Linked DNA regions of Oryzias latipes: region 2 is linked to region 1. The links are chromatin contacts, called in public Hi-C maps. All regions are on one chromosome and are shown on one strand. Each heading gives the region's core, a stretch centred on a gene start, on an enhancer-like site or on the middle of the called end of the contact. The rest is flanking DNA. Distances are from core to core; before and after follow the strand shown. Region 1 holds the start of LOC101168991 (LIM domain-binding protein 3). Region 2 holds the start of LOC101169569 (myozenin-1).

Region 1 (4,062 bases), core at 946-3,445:
ATGGGTAAATTCTTCAGAGGAAATATGAATATTATGTATTAATCAACTTTCAGATTTGCTTTATTTAAGTGATTGTTTCATGTTAAATTGGTTTTCTCAGTACACAATGTTTGTGCAGTTTTTAATTTATTTTTCTAAATAAAAGTATGATTAAATCTTCCATTAGCGGTGAAGTTGGTGTGTTTTTGTATTTAGAATTTCATTAGGATGGTTCCAGATTAAATATCTTCCTGTTGTTCAGAAACAAAGTTTCTGTAAATATGATTCAGAAAGCAGGAAATTAAAGAAAAGGGGAAAGAAAATTCACTTCGTTTTTAAATGTTCACAGAGTTAAAATGTTGACCAAAGTTCTGAAGTGGTTTCTACCAGGAAGGTCGCTGCGTTCAGAGGAAAGAGGCTGTGCGTCAAGCATAATAAATACATAAATAAATAGGAAAAAAGGCTCTTTTAATTTTTATGCAACCAACAGCATGAAAATCTCACAAAAATTTCCTGACAGTTTTTAATCTTACATGCGCTCTTAATTTTTAAGGTTGCTTTTGCAAATACATGTTTTGTTTTGTTTTTCTAATCTTTATTACTTTGTAATTTTTTTTGGGACTTTAAACTTTTTAATGGTTGTTCCTACTTACTTCAATTTTCGTAAAGGTAGATGTGTTCTTTAAGTGTTCCAAGTGGTTTTTAATTATGATTATGCCGATTTTATTCAATATTTAGAAAAATTGTTTTTTAGGACATAGTTTCTGCAGAGTGACAGTCATTCATTGGAAATTCTCCTCTGAGTTGTGAGCAGAACTGTTGGCACAGAATAAGTTTGCCTTCATTTCTAATCATTCTTTTGTTTACATTCTCTCCTGTCAGCCTACAGCACCTCACAACACCAACCTAACATTAGCGGTGCAACAGAAACAGTGAGCAATATCGGAGCTGTACAGTTTTGGGCCAGATTCCAGCTCAGACGAGGAAAACAAAGACCTACAGGGATCTTTTTGTCTGCAAGTAGATGAATTAAAATGGAACGGAGCATAGATTTTGTGCTATAATATTATTCAAACTGCATTTTATCATCTGCTCCGGATTCACAATGATTTGAATTAAGAAATAATCTGGAATTCAATGTTAAACATGATTTTCTTTCATCAGAACAATGGCACGATAACATGTTAAAAACACCTTTTTCATTTGAGTGGGTCTTTACCACTTTACCACTATGTTAACACTGAATACAACTTAACAGTCAGGGACAGGTTCTGGCCTTGGTGCTGTTAACAATAACCCAGAAAAGGTCAGTGATCAATGCAAATAAAAGACATGAAGCTGCATAAGCATGCCGAGTAAAATCCAAAGCCTTTTTGGAAATCATGTCTCAAAGAATACAGCAGCAGAAAGTGCAGAAGTTCATGAGCTATTCAAGCTCAAAGAAAGAAAAAAACCATCACACAAACCCCTGGAAGTCTGGAGTGAAAGTAGCTTGACATTTTGAGGGAACATGTTCAGACTCTTGTTGATGGACCGATGGCATTCTACATTTCTGGAAAGGTGAAGTCACTTGACATCTTTGTAACCACCCATCAAACAACATCTGCTATCTGCATTCAATCATCTGTTGGCTGTTAATTGAATTGGAGCTCCAGACACTCAAACAGGATCGACTGTCTCATCAGCCCACTGGATTTGTTTCTGGAGAATCGGTGCTGGGTGATTTGTAATTTCCTGCAGAACAAAACCCTGAGTGGCGGAAAAGAGAATGTCATCGACCCTCAAAAGACTGATTACACATAACAGGGTGCGGGCAGCGTGGACTGACAGTGCTAAGAGGAGGAAAGAGGGAGAAAGAATGTGTTGCAGTAAGAGGGGTCTATATTGGTGACGTGAATCGACAGTGAAGCATTCTGGGGCTTCGTGTTACAAGCCTTATACGGGGGCCTGGGCCCCTATGTCTGTGCTACTCCCAGCTATTCTTAGCCGGTCTGTTGCTTCACCTTAGCAACCCTAAAAGCCAAAATAACAAAAGTCTTCTCAAATTTGTTACAATCTTTAGTAAAAATAAGTTTGAAAGATTATCTTGTGGCTTCTGAGTTTGCAAGCAGCTTTTGAAAACAGCCTAAAGTTTGTTCTGCACGTCATGTGTGCGTCTGCACACGGTGTTCTTGCATGCCTCTGTGTCCATGTGTGTGTCTCATAGGTTCCACTGCACCTGACCCACCCACTGCACCACCACCACCGCCTTAGTGTGTTTGTCCTGAGCGCTGGGAGCAGACAAGGAGACACTGTCGTGAAGTCCGGGCTGACCGAGGGGGGAAGTCACCGCTGAGGCCACTGACTGGGACAAAAGGATAGCAGAACAAGGGCACACAGGACAGGGGGAAGAAGCGCACCGCTGCAAGGAGTTGGAAGCAGGAGTGCTGACATTTGACAGAAGATGAGCACGTACACAGTGACTCTGAATGGCCCTGCTCCATGGGGCTTCAGACTACAGGGAGGAAAAGACTTCAACATGCCACTAACTATCTCCAGGGTAAGGACGTCCCGTGTGGCTTCATATTTGTTGAGAAAGCAACAAACGGTTTATCTGCCATGCACTTAGGTTAAAACATCCTTTCCTGCCTGTTTATTTACTTCAGAAACAAATCTCTTACACTGTGCACGTCTCATGTTCCAGAAACTCTTAAATGTTTCATTGAAAAGTGAAATATTTGGATCTTTTTAGCTTATACTATGCATGTGGAAAACTTTATATAGCTGTAGTGTGTGTGCGTTTGGTATGTGTGTCGTATTTGGCTGTGCAGCAGTTATGTAATGCTGCTGTAGGTGATGATGACAGAGAGGCTTCGATCTAATCTCCAGAAGACTGGCATAGTTAAGCTGGAGGAGAGCCGCTGCTGCACTTTGTAACTTTTAATAAACATTGCTAATTATATACTAGATATGCAATTCCATACAGTTTACTGGTTCATTGAAAATGGGAAACTTTAATTGATATACAAATGTAAATGACTAAAACACTGCAAAGTTTAATCACTAGTACTTTTTTCCAGCTGTTCACCCTCAAGTAAATGTTTCCTCTTTACCACACTTATGTTAAGATCCCAAATTTACATTTAAGTGCATGGATCATCATGTTTGTGGCAAAACTGCTGCTGTATTCACAGCATTTGCTTTAAATAGCATCAGAGAAGAGATACATGGATGGATGCAGGGTGGGGGAAGCGTCGGGAAGCTTATGGCAGCTTGTGTTACCTTTGGTAAGCTTAATTCCTCCCTGTTGGTCAGTTTCCTTTACAACCTCTGGAGCTTTGCCTAGAGATCGGATGGGAGGGAAAAAGGAAATGAGGAAACAGTTGAGGGTGTGATGCTCACCTGCAGTGGCATCCCCCGCCCATCTCCAGCTCTCCAAACACCTGCTGATGTTCGGCCGGCAATCAGGTTGTTAGTTGATGGGTCACTCCGGACCTCTGTTGTTCTTTTTCCCACCCAGAGATCTAATCAGGGAGCACAATGTCATTGCATTGACGCTCGGGTTGTGATGGGAGCCGCCAGGGTCAAATGAACGCCGCTGCGTGATGGGACAGCTCCGGGTGGCATTACAGTTTGACGTTACTCCCCCTCGGTGTGGATTCCTCTCCAGTTCTGCCAAGAACTAAGAAAAGAAAAAGACATGAAGACAGTGGATTCCTGCTAGTCAAACCACAGCCCATAAAATCCATGATACACTACACTGATTAGGATTATAAATAGTGAGCGTATCTAGTGGATTTTTCATATTTAAAGGCATCATGAGGTTATTTGTAAACTCTTTTGATGCCAAAAAAGAAGAAAACAGCTTTTTATCTTATGTGTCCATCTAAAGTCTATATAAAAAAGATAAAAAGCTTAAAGTAAAAGCTTAAATAAAGCTTACAAACAATGATAACATTTTTATCTTCTTTTTGACATACGATGCATCTAAAATGAACAAAATGCATAGAAATATCTGCATGTGATAATGCAAACATGCCTTGTATTGATTTATTAACTAAAACTGTAACCCGGAAGAATAAAAATGAGGGAAAGTCTGCTTAG
Region 2 (4,062 bases), core at 596-3,095, 210 kb before region 1:
CCCACTCAAAAAATAATGGCAGGCATTTGTTCTGTGCCCGGGAACGTGCAGTGTTTGCACATCTGTAAATGCTGTTCACAATCAATGATTACATTCTATTCAGTACAGTGAGTTTTGATTGCAAAGCATATGAGTATTGATAATATGTATGCAATCCCAAGATGCATTGTTGCTGCAATTGGTGGTGTCATGGCCCCCTGAAATTAGATTTACCTTTCTTATTAACCAAATTTAGGACAAATTTATATTATATATATATATATTTATATAAAATCTATTAAATAAAAAGATAAATTACGTGAAAACAAAGAAAGAAAAAAATGAGAATAAGAGTACTACTTGCTACAAAGTTGGAGAAAGAAGGAGATTACGAAAGAGTGGAGTTTGGAAACAATCACTAAATATTGCTCAATTCTCATCACTAAATATGATGGCGTTGGAAAAGTGAAATTTCTATTTTAGGTTTGTTTTTAAATAAAGTATTTTTTATTCAATTATACACAGTGTCATCATCTTTAAATTTATTAAAGGTGTTGGTACTTTAATCCCCCAAATCATCACATATTTCATATCTGCAATGTTGTTACACTGTTACATCTCTGGGGATGAGTAGTTGTGGCAATTAATTTGAAATAATATGGTTAAAACGGAATTTTGATCCATGTCATCAATGCTTCTTTACCCACACTGATGGGAAATGATGTGCGACCTAACACTGGCTCCAACCTATAACCACCAGAAACAATGTAATGGAATCAAAAAAGTTCACTTTGCCACTGTAGCACAATTAAAACTTTCTAAACTGTACTAGTTGCTTCTGATCATGTAGGTTTTTATTGCCTCAGAAATACAAATGATTAAGATTAATACAACTAATACGTTTCAGTTTCCTGAAATATTTTTGGAATGCTTGTCGAGACTACTGCTTGGAAAATTACTTCAAAAAGAAATTCAATAACTATCTGAGAATGTTAGCAAGCTTCACGATGAGCACAAAGTGTCCTCACTTCGACTAGAATCTAGTAAATTTACTAGAAACATTTATTTTTAAAATTTAGCAAATTAACGACTTTTTTTCGTAATATAACTTTTTATTGCTTTCCCGTCGTACAATTTCAACTATACCCAATGGTTTTCAATTGATTATTCTCAATTAACTATAAAACCAACAAATATTTTAAAAAAATAAGTAGGAATGTCACATTCAAATATATTAAAAAAAAAAGTATATTTAAAAAAATATTTTTACTGTAATTCACTTCAGATGTATTTCATGACAGAGTCATAAAATAAATAAGTAAATGAACCAAAAAAACAAAACAAGAAAAAGTTGTAAAATCATGACAAAAAAGTCAAAATTGTACATAAATTTGTAGAAATATGAGTAAAAATTTCAATATGTAACGATATTAAAAATATAATTACATAAGTATAAATTGAGAGTTTACGAGGTTAAAGACATGTTTTTGGAAATGTCAACAACAAAATGAATATGAGATTTTGTTCTTGTAAAATGTTGACATGTATTTCCATAATGTGATCACTTTATTCTTGTAAATTTTGGACGTCATTCTAATATTTTTACAACTTTATTCTCATATATTATCTGTTTTTCTTTCATGGTGACCACAATACTCCGTCGTATTGGCTTTTTTTTTTTTTTTTTGAGTTCATTGGGCTCGATTTCTTTCCATTTCTATAACATGGTGCAAAATCTGAATCCAAAACTTCTTTACATTTTAAATTTTGACAACTTTTGTACTCAGAACCCCCGCTTCATTAAATCATCTCAGTGTCCCCTCTTCAGTTCACCCCACCCCTCCAGGCCTGGTCCATAGCACCGGAGCACACCCCGCTGATAAGGTTTCACTCTCTGCAGGCCACAGAAGAGGGCAGGTGCTACAATACCAGCTCTGGGAGTCTAAATTTCTGTTTCTCAGGGACCTGTGTCTTACTTTGGATACTTTGGTCTTTCAGGTAAGAGGCGGAAAAGTGAGGAGGTGTTTCAACACTGATGAAGGGGAAGAAACCTCACAGATTTTGTAATTTCCAGGATTATCTGACACAGACAATTAAGGCCTAAATCTCGATTTCATCTGAATATCTAGGGTCCAAAAAAGTGAAAATTGTTCATTTAAATTAATCTGAGGTGGAGATCATTGTTGAATAGAGCCCCAAGAAACTAAATTGGGTAAATCAGTGATAATAAATTATTCAACAAAAAACTGCTTTATAGACTGTCAAATTCCACTGTGATTTATGATTAAATTGCATACCTATTTGGGATAAATGGCATACTTTTTTTTGAATAATTGCACATTTTGCAGGTAAAACTAATTCAGGTACCCTAGTTGGGGCACGGCGATCCAGTTCTTACCTAACACTAGCCAGAGAGGAATGTGGCCTTCTGCAGTGGAGTTTTTAGTCCGCAGGGATGGATGTATGTGTGTGTGTTTGGGAATGTGCTGACTGATGTCTTCCCTCCTCAGCTGTCCCTTTGAGATTTATCTGGAGCTAAAACAGGCTGGTCGAGGGGGACAGGAGCGCCTCTTCTCTTTAGCGAGGCGGTAACAGGACCCAGCTTTTTGCACACAGCCCCTGTAGCTGCCGTCAGCCGCCTGCATTCACCAGAACCTCCCAAAACACCTGTAATCTCCAGATTATAATCCGTCTGCCGCACATTAATCACAGGAGAAAAGATGGTTGAGTGCAGCTCCACGGACAGTTGGTGTGTATGCACTTGTATGCTTTGCGCTGATGACTATCCCACTCACCAGAGCGACATGGAACATGGGCTCATAAAAATAGCTCACACAGGACTGAATCCCCAGCTAGGAAATGGGCTTCAATTACAACGGATGAAAAGCAATTACATTAACTGCCTCCCTGCGGATGGGCCGTCCTGCTTTTTCTCTTGTGCTGGGACTTACCTCCAGCTTTAGATAATTGCTTTCGACCTGCGCAACTGACAGCGACATACAGCCTGCACCTCTTCTGAGCATTTGGACAGGAAGGACACCAGCTCCAAACGGAAATGTGTTGCCTCAAGGGCATGCAAAGGTTACACACAATGCTTAAAGTAGGCTTAACTTGATTAAGGAACTCCCTGAAGCTCACTCCAATCTGGAGCCAGTGTGCAACTTCATTACCCCCAAATGGGAATGAGCTACAACTTTCTGGATAAGAATGGATAAGAGGCCCACCTAAAATATAATGAGATCCAGCTACAGATAATTCTGAGGATTTCCGTTTAACTTTGTTACAGTAAAAAACATTTTTCTCTTTAGTTTTTCATAGTAAACAAACTAACAAAGTGGAACATATTGATTAAAAGCAAATCAATTCATTGATAACTAAAGAAAGAGGTGGAAGAAAGCTGCACAAATGTAAAATCGATCCTTTAGAACAAAAAAAGGACAAACACATCTAAAAGACTACAGATTCTTTATCTCAAATGAAAAAGTGAATTTTTTAGCAACAACAATGACATTGTGAACTATTCAGTTTTTATCTGTTTTGTTTTTATAGAACGCATACAAATTTCTGGGATCAATAAAGATGCTCCATTTGGACCTTTTGTCTCATTCAGGTCAAGTCAGTGTTATGGGTTTATTTTTTTTGTGTTCCTACTAAGGCTGTGTGTATGGGGTAAGGAATCTGTCAAAAAGAAACCTCATAAAGACAAAGTTGTGCACAAATGAATACTTTCTGCACAACTTTGCAGAAAAAAAACAATATTTTGTTATTTTCCATCAATTTTCTTAACCCACTCTATCCCTTTCGGGGTCATGGTGCTGCTTGAGCCTGTCCCCTCCTGTTGGGCACACCTGGACAGGTCCAGGGGCTGGAATGAGTGTGCCCGCTCCGCCCGTACTGGTAGTAAACGTGCTGGGGAAGTAGGGATCCTCGTCCCGCTTGCCTGTCGCTGTCCGGCGGGAGCAGGGAAGCGTGGATCCCTCTGCTGCCTGCTCGGGTTTTTCTTAATTTGTTTCATCATTTTTTTATTATCATCTCTCATGACGAACATGGCTTTCTTTTAAGAAATTTCTCCTAAGATGAGGG

What was found. Hi-C and Micro-C count contacts between places; a contact is called where the count stands out from the background.
Region 2: a Hi-C map of embryo shows a contact between it and region 1, with 2.0 times the contacts expected there. The contact joins the promoter of LOC101169569 here to the promoter of LOC101168991 in region 1. A contact is called at or near these places in 2 of 5 Hi-C or Micro-C datasets (embryo and fibroblasts).

What each region holds. Positions count from the first base shown.
Region 1 is chr19:12,682,551-12,686,612 of ASM223467v1, reverse strand. LOC101168991 (LIM domain-binding protein 3) reads left to right here and starts at 2,195. Exons shown (of 8, transcript XM_023949286.1): 1 at 2,195-2,518. The coding sequence starts at 2,423. It overlaps LOC110017210 (a long non-coding RNA gene), which reads right to left. Exons shown (of 3, transcript XR_002292530.1): 1 at 3,361-4,062.
Region 2 is chr19:12,896,596-12,900,657 of ASM223467v1, reverse strand. LOC101169569 (myozenin-1) reads left to right here and starts at 1,845. Exons shown (of 6, transcript XM_023949182.1): 1 at 1,845-1,977.